2 separate regions of the Sus scrofa genome follow, and region 2 is linked to region 1. Evidence: chromatin contacts called from public Hi-C data. All regions are on one chromosome and are shown on one strand. The core of a region is the stretch at or near the end of the contact, and the rest is flanking DNA. Distances in the headings are between cores, read along the strand shown. Region 1 holds the start of TM9SF2 (transmembrane 9 superfamily member 2). Region 2 holds the start of PCCA (propionyl-CoA carboxylase alpha chain, mitochondrial).

Region 1 (4,980 bases), core at 1,444-3,943:
GCGAGATTTGGAAGGACCCACCCCCCGCCATAGACTCCCCGGCTCCGTCCGCTGAGTCTCAAGGAGTAACCGTTTGCGGGCGCTCAGTCCGCCTTCTTTCCTCTGTCAGTGGAAGAGGTTAAACGCATCTGGAAAACCTCAGGTTTATTTCAGCGCTCAAAAGCCTTCGATTCTGAATTCAGATCTAGAATTTATATGGTCCAGCCGGTACCAAACCTGCAGTACTTTGTAGTTACTTGCTGCTCTTGTCTCCTTTATGTGCCGTACGCTGCTCTAGGCTCTGGGGTGCAGAGACCAGGTCCTTACTCCCCCGGGGTGTACGTATAAACGAGGAGTGAGGCAGTAAACAAATAACCACGTTAACTCCAGGTAGTGATAAAGTAGTGAGGAGTGCCTGGGGGGCGGGTTAAGCAGAAAGTAGAACGGAGGGATTTAAAGATTTAAGATCGCTTTGTCAAGAGTGCAAGCTGAGAGGCTATTGCATTTAGTACAGGTTCAAGAGAACTACGATTTTGGCTTGAACTAGGCTGTAGCTGTGGACATGGTAAGTACGGAGGATTTAGTCTAGTTCAGCGGTCCAGCAAGCACAACTTGTTGAAGGACTGTTTGTGGAGAGTGAAGGAACTTGAAATTTAGGTTATCTCCCAGGTTTGGGGCCTGAGAAGCACGGGGGCGGGGGGTGTGTCAGCAGTGCCCTTTCTTGTGTGGGGGGGCACTGAGATAGTGAAGTTCAAGTATTTAGTGGTACTGGATAAACAGAAGGTAGTGAACAAAAAATGTTGGCGTTCTTGTAACTCAGCTCAGTGGAAAAGAACCGGACTTTAGTATCCATGAGGACACAGGTCCGACCCCTGGCCTCACTCAGTGGGTCGAGGATCCTCCTACCTTGCTGTGAGCTGTGGTGTAGGTCGCAGACGTGGCTCGGATCTGGCGTTGCTGTTGCTGCAGTGTGGGACTGCAGCTACAGTCCCGATTGGACCTCTGGCCTGGGAATTTCATGCCACAATTGCAGCTCTAAAAAGCAAATAATAATAATAATGTTAATTTTATTCTGCTACCTTTCTAAATGGAGAGAAACATCGCTTCCTCGTATTATATTAGAAATCTCTATGACTTCAACAATAGAATATTATAAATTCTTTTTCCCTAGACCAAATACATTGGGCAAATATATTAATTGTTTGCTCAAAGGAGAAGTGACCTAAATACAATCCAACTGCTCAGGCCCCCCAACCACCCCCACCCCCTACACCTGCAGTTTCTATTATAACACTTGATGCCTTTCCTCTGTATAGTGCTTAACCCTTGCCCCTTAATCTTCACAACCACTTAAAGAATATGGTGTTGACTGAAAAAAATGCACCACCTTAAAGTTGAGAATTATGTTTTATCTGGCGGACAGAATTGAGGACTTAAGCCTTTCAGATAGCTTTGAGGACTGCTCTGAAGAGGCAAGGGAGAAGCCAGGATATAATGGCTGTTTTTGCGAAAGACCAGGTAGTAAGAACTTTAAAAGATTACGGTTAAAGAAAATCAGACATCTTGAGTTAATTAAATTTAGCACTGTTCTTTGTATGGGAAGATGCAGGAGTCTGGCCTCACTGGAAATACTCCTTCAGTATGCGCCTTAGCTATCCAGGACCAGTATCCTGCTTTTCCCCATCCGGAATCCCCTCAGGGTGCACAGTTGGCGGTAGCTGCAGTGGCTGAGGGCCTGGCAGTTTGTCTCCATCCTGAGTTCCCTCAGGGCTCACTGTCAGCCGGGGCTGTACTGTCTTCATGGCTGCAACATCCTCTGATGACGGATATGGCAGGTACCATTTTTCATTCGCAATGGACATCCTATTATACTTCCTGGGACTTGATGATTTAACTTGCTCAAGGTCCCCATAAGTTAATAGTGCTGTTCCAAAGCTGGAGTTCTTAGTGGGAACTATCTTTGCGAGCATGTTCTGCTTACTCCCCAGCATAGAACAGTGGTCCTTAGCCTTTTTTGCACATAGATTCCTTTGAAAATTTAATGTTATAAACTGTCCAGGAGAAAACGTGCAGATACCCACAAGAATTTAGATAGGATTGCCTGGGGCCCCACAAATTTCTGAATTGTCCATCTAGTAAACGTGCCCCTGTTTGATTTCTCAGCTGAAGTACTTCTGGGTTGATTCCTTGCTAGAAAGTCTACATGAATACCATCTTCTGAAGTATTCGATTGAACTCCAAGGTTCAGCTGAATTGACTTTTTAAACAAAGACTGTCCACCATTCCATTTCTACAATGATCAAACCAGTCCCCCACCGACAGGGTGCCCTGAGGGGAATTCAGGATGGAGAAAAACGGGAGTATACTGTGCTCTGGATACTGACCCTGGATAGTTAAGAGGATATCTAGGGAATAATTTCAGTGAACCCAGATTCTTGCATCTTCTCATACCTAGAAAAGCACTAATCCTTAACTTGAGATGTCTTTTCTTCCTGATTATCAGTAATCTTTGATTTTTTTTTCCATATATATTCTGGCTTCTCCCTTACCTCTTCAGAGCAGTTGCTCAGAGCTTAGAGGCTGTCTCCCTCGCTACAGTCCTCAGTAAATTTCCTGAATAAAACTTAACTCACAACTTTTGTGCATTTTTTTCTCTTCTCCCTCTCTCTGTTTTTTTTTTTTTTTTTTTTTTTTTTGGTCACCAAAAGCAAGTTTCAGAGTTCCTCGGGTGAGAGACCTGGCATGGTCACTGCTGTGGCCCCTGTTTGATCCCTGGCCCCCAAAACTTCCACATGCCTCAGGTGTTGCCAAAAACCAAAAAACACAAGTTTCTCCCTGAAAAATACTCAAAAAATGCACTGCACAAACAAATCCGTCTGTATACAGCAAAGAAGGGCATGGCATCACTTCAATAGGAAAAGCAACAGAGACGTGCTCAAGGATGATGATACCAGATTCCTATTTTGCTGGAACTGCTTTGCTTACTGGGGTGCGGAAACCGCGGGAAACTGAGACAAAGCAGAAAGCTTGCGGCGCCGGCGCCGGGCCCCAAGGGAGCTCTAGATCGGAATTTGGAATCGGAACGTGAGTGCTGGAACCTCCCTCACAGCAACCACTCCAGCCGGACCGCTGAAAACCTGGAAAGTGGATTTCCTCCACTCCGGCTCCCGGAAACTCCTGGGGGCGCCTGCGGCCGCTCTCACTGAGCATGTGCAGGCGGCGTTGCGCATGCTCCGTCGAGGCCCGGTTCGGTTTCTGTTGCGGAACCCGTGGTGTCTCCTAGCGCAACCGGAACTGTCCGTCGCGGGGCCGGCCTCCCTCAGCTCCGGCGGCCTGGTCCTCGTCTCCGAGCCTCCCCGTCCCTCCTTCCCTCTTCACCCCCGCGGCTCGGCTGCCCTTTCCCCGGAACAGCCGTCATGAGCGCCAGGCTGTCGGCGTCGTTTCCATCTCGGTGGCCGCGGCTGTGGCTGCTGTCGCTGCTCCTGCTGGGGGCCGCCCCGGGCCCGCGTCGGGGCGCCGCTTTCTACCTGCCCGGCCTGGCGCCCGTCAACTTCTGCGACGTAGAAAAAAAGAGCGACGAGTGCAAGGTGGGTGCGGCCTGACGGACCCCCGGGTGCATTGTCGGAAGGGGAAGCCTCTCCGTGCCTGGGCGGCCGGGGCCCGAGGGGAAGGGGGCGTAGCAGTGGGTGCGGTCCAGTGTCCCCAGAAGCGCTTGGGGTTGGCGCGGCTGTGCGCCGGAGGCTCCGGAACGGCCTGGTAGCGGGGTGGATTCTGCAGGACTCGGTGGGCCTCGGGCTCTCCTCCCGTCTGGCCGAGAGCTAGTGTGTGTGCAGCTGTCCTGAAACGGGGACTGTGCGTGTCCGGCGCTCCCTTGGAGTTGGATGCGTGCAGGTCAGCGAGCGTTCCACGAGTTGGGGGTGTTCGCTTACAGCCCGGTCACGCTCTGCAAGGAAGGGGGCGGCCAGGTCTTCCAGCAACTTTTAAGTTCATTGCTGCCAGTTTGCTACTTTTCTAGAACTCCTGGTTGGTTACGAGCTCGTTCTTTCTAGGTTTTTGGCATTTTAAACCTCACGATTAGCGATTACTTCCTTATTTGTGGAATTTAACACCCAGAGCCGCGTAAAGTGCATTAATAAAGAATTGCTGTGATGGTTGACATAGTTAATTTCTACCTTTGAAGTGTAAAAGATTTTTTAATATGCAGAAGATACATAAGATGACGCTGTTTAGTTCTCTGAGGTTGTTTGAAACACTTAAAAGGAGCAGACCACAGGAGAAGCTGGCCTTTTCTTCTAGGGTAAACCTTGAAAACTTTGACCTCTTACGACCTCAAACTCAAGCTTTTCACTTTAACCACTAGTAAAAGAGAAATAAGTAACCTGCTTCTAGATTATTGGGCATAGGGCAGGACAGGAAACATATACAATTATTTTGGATTGCTAAAACTTAACATTTGGGGCATGAGAATTTCTTTGAAACCATTAGTAATTTTAACAATTCAAATAATCGTTTAGCAATCTTTTACAATCTATAAATAGGTTTATTTACTAAGTTTGCTTTTTTTAAAGCTGGTGTTTATTTTATTACTGCTAACTTTACTATAGCTGTGAATTTTGAGCTTATTTTAGGGCACTAAAGAAGCTATTAAATTTTTTCATGGCATTTTACAGTTTCTGTTTCAAAACTTGGATCTCTAAAAATGTCTAAGGATATTTATGGGTTACTCAACAGTTAGCACTTGAATACTGTGGCTCCCATACACTTGCAGTGCAGGAAGCTTTCACTCTTTGGGGGTTATGACTGAAAGAAAATAGTGCTTCCAAGTGGAGGAGAGCGCGAGTCCTGCAAGCACCCTGGTTTTTCCATTAAACGTTTTAGTTACCAGCCTTTAAAACTTAGAATTTGGTCTTCGAATTTAAATTTGACAGCAATCGGGAGTTCCCGTGGTGGCTCAGCGGAAACAGATCTGACTGGAATCCATGAGTACGCAGGTTCTGTCTT
Region 2 (4,560 bases), core at 1,862-4,361, 510 kb after region 1:
TGAAGTCTTGCTATTTATCGCTCCTGATTTTCGGATTGACACCCAACTTCGCTGTTCCACACCTGCCATGCAGCAGAAGGGCAAAGATACAGAGGGTCACGGGGGACTTCCCGTGTGGCCCACAACATAAAGAGTCACAGGGAAGACTGGCATCTGACTTCTCAAGAGCAACTCTGGAAGCTGCAAGATAATGTGAAATGCTTTCAAAATTCTGAGCAAAGACATTACTTCTAGTGATGGCAGAGTAACTGGTTTTCTTCCACTACAGATAAATAGAAAATTGGACAAAATACATGAAATAATTATTTTTAGACATTGGTAACAGGAAGTGGGTTTTGGAGATGATAAATACCCCAAAATGTGTGGCATAGCTCAGAGAAGATAGCACTGTTTAGCTCAAAAGTGCCAAGTGTACTCCCTTTAAAACACTCTAGTAGAATTGCAGGCTGTGGGAATTCCTGTTGTGGCTCAGTGAAAATGAATCTGACTAGCATCCATGAGGACTTGGGTTTGATCCCTGGCCTTGCTCAGTGGATTAAGGAACTGGTGTTACTGCGAGCTGTGGTGTAGGTCGCAGATGCAGCTCAGATCCTGAGATGCTGTGGCTGTGGTGTAGGCCAGCAGCTACAGCTCCGATTCGACCCCTAGCCTGGGAACTTCCTTATGCCGTGGGTGCGGCCCTAAAAAGACAAAACAAACAAACAAAACCAAACTGCAGGCCGCATCAGAGACAGTAACAACAATGTGGTCCATGAGTTTGAAAGCTGCCACTTTACCAAAGAAGTCCCGTGGCATAACAAGGGTCATCGGCTTTCAGCTTCTGGTTTGCCGTTTGGGGGTTGTCACCATTAAGTCATCACCGCATATTTCAGGTATCATATGTCAGCACTTCATTTCTGGATACAAAATTAGGATATTTCAGGTATCATATGTCAGTACTTCATTTCTGGATACAAAATTAGGAGTTGGTTATCATATGTCAGCACTTCATTTCTGGATACAAAATTAGGATATTTCAGGTGTCATATGTCAGTACTTCATTTCTGGATACCAAATCTGCAGTTTGGGCTGCTATATTAAAGACTAAAATAACAATGATTTAAACAAGATAAAAGTTTATTTCTCTGTCATGTTAGCAGTCCATGCATTAAGCAGTAGAAGGCTGATAAGATGGTTCCCACAGTGTCAGGGACCTTGGCTGCTCCTGTCTTACTGCTCTGCTGTGTTCCCCGTGGGGCTCCTGTCTTGTGGGTTGAGATGGCTGCTCCAGCACTCCCCAGTATGTCTTCTCTTAGGAAGGAAGAGAGGAGGAAATGGAGGGATGCCCCTGCTCTTTAAGGACACAGTCCTTGCATTCTATAAGCCAGACCTTGTCACATGTCCACATTTTGTTACTGTAAGGGAGGATGGATCGTGCGGCCTTTAGTTGGGTGGCCATGCGGTCAGCTAAAACTCAGGAGCTCTCTTTTTAAAGGAAGGAGTGGAGGATATTATGAACAAGTAGTTTCTGCCACAAGTATTTTTCAAGAAAATAACTTCTGTAAGATAAAACAGACAGGATATAAGGAGAATCAATCCAAAGGGTAGAACTGGGGGAAAGAATAAGAAAAAAAGCAGGTTTCTTTTTTTTTTTTTTAAAGGCCACACCTGAGGCATATAGAAGTTCCCAGGCTAGGGGTCAAATCAGGGCTATAGTTGCCAGCCTATACCACAGCCACAGCAATGCCAGATCCGAGCTGTGTCTGTGACCTACACTGCAACTTGCGGCAATGCCAGATCCTTAACTCACTGAGAGAGGCCTCGGATCACACCCAAATCCTCACGGATCCTAGGTGGATTCGTAAACCACTGAGCCATGAAGGGAACTCCTGAAACAGATTTCATGGTTAGGAAATGAGTCCAGGCTTAGATATGTAGGCGAGAAGTCCTGTGAAACTTTTACTACTTTTTGTGTGTCATGAAAGTTCCTACTTATATTTTAAAACTTCATTAAATGTTACCTCTAGGCGATTCCTAAACAAACTGTGTCTCTTTTGGCATTTGCCACGTTGTAATGCATTCTCTGGCATTCCTAGCTTTGTAACTCTCTCAAGGTAATTCTGGAGGAGAAGCAAAATAAAGAGAGAGCACTTGATACTGGTGTATTTATAGGTGGGAGGACCTGATGTCTGGGATTTCCCTCAAAATACTCCAGCCAGAAATAAGCATGGGGTATGGATGAAACAAGTTTGACAGAGTGTTGATTTGTTGAAGCTGTGTGATGGGTGATCATAAGACTATTTTTCTCTCATTCATGTATGTTAAAATATGTCCATAATAAAACAAAAGTCCAGTCCCTGAAAACAATCAGACCTCGGTCCAAACCCTAGTTTCACTACTTACTAGCTGAGTGACTTTACTTCCCTATAAATTCAGTTTCTCAAAATGGGAAATGTATAATCCAATAGGGTTCTTGTAAAGATTAAATGAGACAAAATTTGAGCCTCTAGCACAAGGTCTGGCCCTTAGTAGTTGTATTAATAAGGATGCCTGCTTCCAAGCTACAGAAACTGATTCTGGTTACCGCTAATCCCGCTGACAGACAGAGGGTAATACCTGCGGCAGAGGCGGGGCTCGAGCTGGGACCATTGATTTCTAGGCCTAGAGCATTTCCCTTTATCATGCTTGTTCAAAATCTTTCCGTGGTTTGGTGCTTTTGCTATTTACGCCTTCAAACCCACAAGATCTTCGTTTGGGTACTTGCCTGCAACTCAGGACCCTCGGGACTAAGGTGGCCCTGGGATGAGTGGTCGTCCTGAGGAGGTAATTCAGTGACGTTCACTGGCCAGGCTGCGGGTTGATTGCTAAGTGACGCTGGAACAATGCCGGGTTGACTCCTAGCAGGCAGGGACCCACAGCCGCCGGAACTCTGGTCTGTCCTCAATGCCTCGCCCACTCTCGCTGGCTCCTGCCGGCGGCCCCGCCTCTCTCCCTCCCGGGCCGAGAGCAGCGCGCTGGCCCTGCGGCGGGGCTCCAGGTTCCCGCGAGTCCCCGCCAGCTCCCTCCTCCCCGCAGTAGGGGCGGGACCGCGGATGCCGGCTCGTGATTGGCCGAGGCCTAGGGGCTGCCCTTCTCCGCCCCCTTCGGCGGGTTGAGAGGTCAGCGGAGATCCAGTCTGCAGGGGCGGCAATGGCGGGGCTCTGGGTCGGGGGCTCAGTGTTGGTCGCGGCAGGACGGCGTGGGTCGCGGTCGCCGCGGCCGCTGATGCGGAGCGTGGCGCTCTGGACCCTGAAGGTGAGGAGTGACGGGACTCCCCTGGGGGCTGGGCTTCCCTGGTGGGCTTCCAGCCCCGCACCGCCTGGCGGTGGCCAGTGCTGCGGAGAGCGCCCCGGCGGTGCTCGAGGGACACCCGGGACCGGCTTCCCCATCGGTCCCCGCGCCTCACTCGCCTCACTCCACGGAGTTGGCCCTGGAGGAGGGCAGAGCTGGCGTCCCTCGCCGCAGCTGTGACTCCGAGGATCATGGAGGGCCGGAGGACCCAAAGAGCCTGCGGGCTTGTTTTTGCTTTCTCGGGAGTAGCTGACAGCCACCTGCATTTCCCACCCTCCCGTTCTTGGGCCGTGAGGTTTAAGGCTTGTCTTGCTTGAGCTTTCCAAGTGTATTTTTAACGGTCCTAGTTTTCATTTTCTCTTGCCTTGTTCTTGCTGTGAAGGGACACTAAATTGCTGGTGAAGTAGAGTTAGAGTTGTGGGTTTAATCTCATCTTTTAAAGTATGTCAGGATTGCTGCTACCTTTGCTGGAGTAGAGAGCCTCTCTTAGTTGTAGTACACCACATTATACTATATATACATCTTGTGTTTTTCTTTTCTTTAAAGTGGTCAGCCTGTTGTTTGTGCTGTTCTAAACATATCTCTGTTCTGTTATGTCCTAGGGGTTCGTGGTGTCACCTTGACTTACACATGGGAGTATTTGTGTGCGGCTCAACACTTTTTCCCTGCAACATAGAGACTCTTGAAATTTTTGAACAAAGACCACCTAACTTTTTATTAGTAGGGTTTAAGTCACTTAAACAAATTCTTTAAAATACGAGGATCTCTGAAACCATCAGTTATCTATTCAGTCTGCTTGTTAAGCTTCCTTTTAAAAAAGTGGTCGTGCATCTGGATTTATCATCATTGAACTTTATTTTTTACACCACAGCTCATGGCAACACCAGATCCCTGACACACTGAGCAAGGCCAGGGATTGAACCCACGACCTCATGGAAAGTAGTCAGGTTTGTTTAACTGCGCCACACGGGAAACTCCCTGTCATTGCACTTTAGAATTGGAAGACACTTTAGGGGTAATGTGGCACATCTGCCTGACACATCCTCCTCTTTTAAAGAGGAGGGAACAGAGGCCCAGGTGGAAAAATACGGGAGCGGAAGCTGGAGCTGATCATGGATGTGAAATTAAGTCCATACACATATTAGCTGAGTGTCACCTTCAGAACACTCACTCTCAGAAAACCCAGAGTTCTTTGTGTGGGCACGTCATTTATTGTTTCTCTCTCTTTTTTTTGTTTGCTTTTTAGGGCCG

Evidence for each region. A called contact is a pair of places that touch in the nucleus more often than the background predicts.
Region 2: a contact with region 1 is called in a Hi-C map of liver, with 3 times the contacts expected there. The contact joins the promoter of PCCA here to the promoter of TM9SF2 in region 1. A contact is called at or near these places in 2 of 47 Hi-C or Micro-C datasets (heart right ventricle and liver).

What each region holds. Positions count from the first base shown.
Region 1 is chr11:68,405,141-68,410,120 of Sscrofa11.1, forward strand. TM9SF2 (transmembrane 9 superfamily member 2) reads left to right here and starts at 2,694. Exons shown (of 17, transcript XM_021065854.1): 1 at 2,694-3,566. The coding sequence starts at 3,396.
Region 2 is chr11:68,917,812-68,922,371 of Sscrofa11.1, forward strand. PCCA (propionyl-CoA carboxylase alpha chain, mitochondrial) reads left to right here and starts at 3,112. Exons shown (of 24, transcript XM_021065866.1): 1 at 3,112-3,273. The coding sequence starts at 3,169.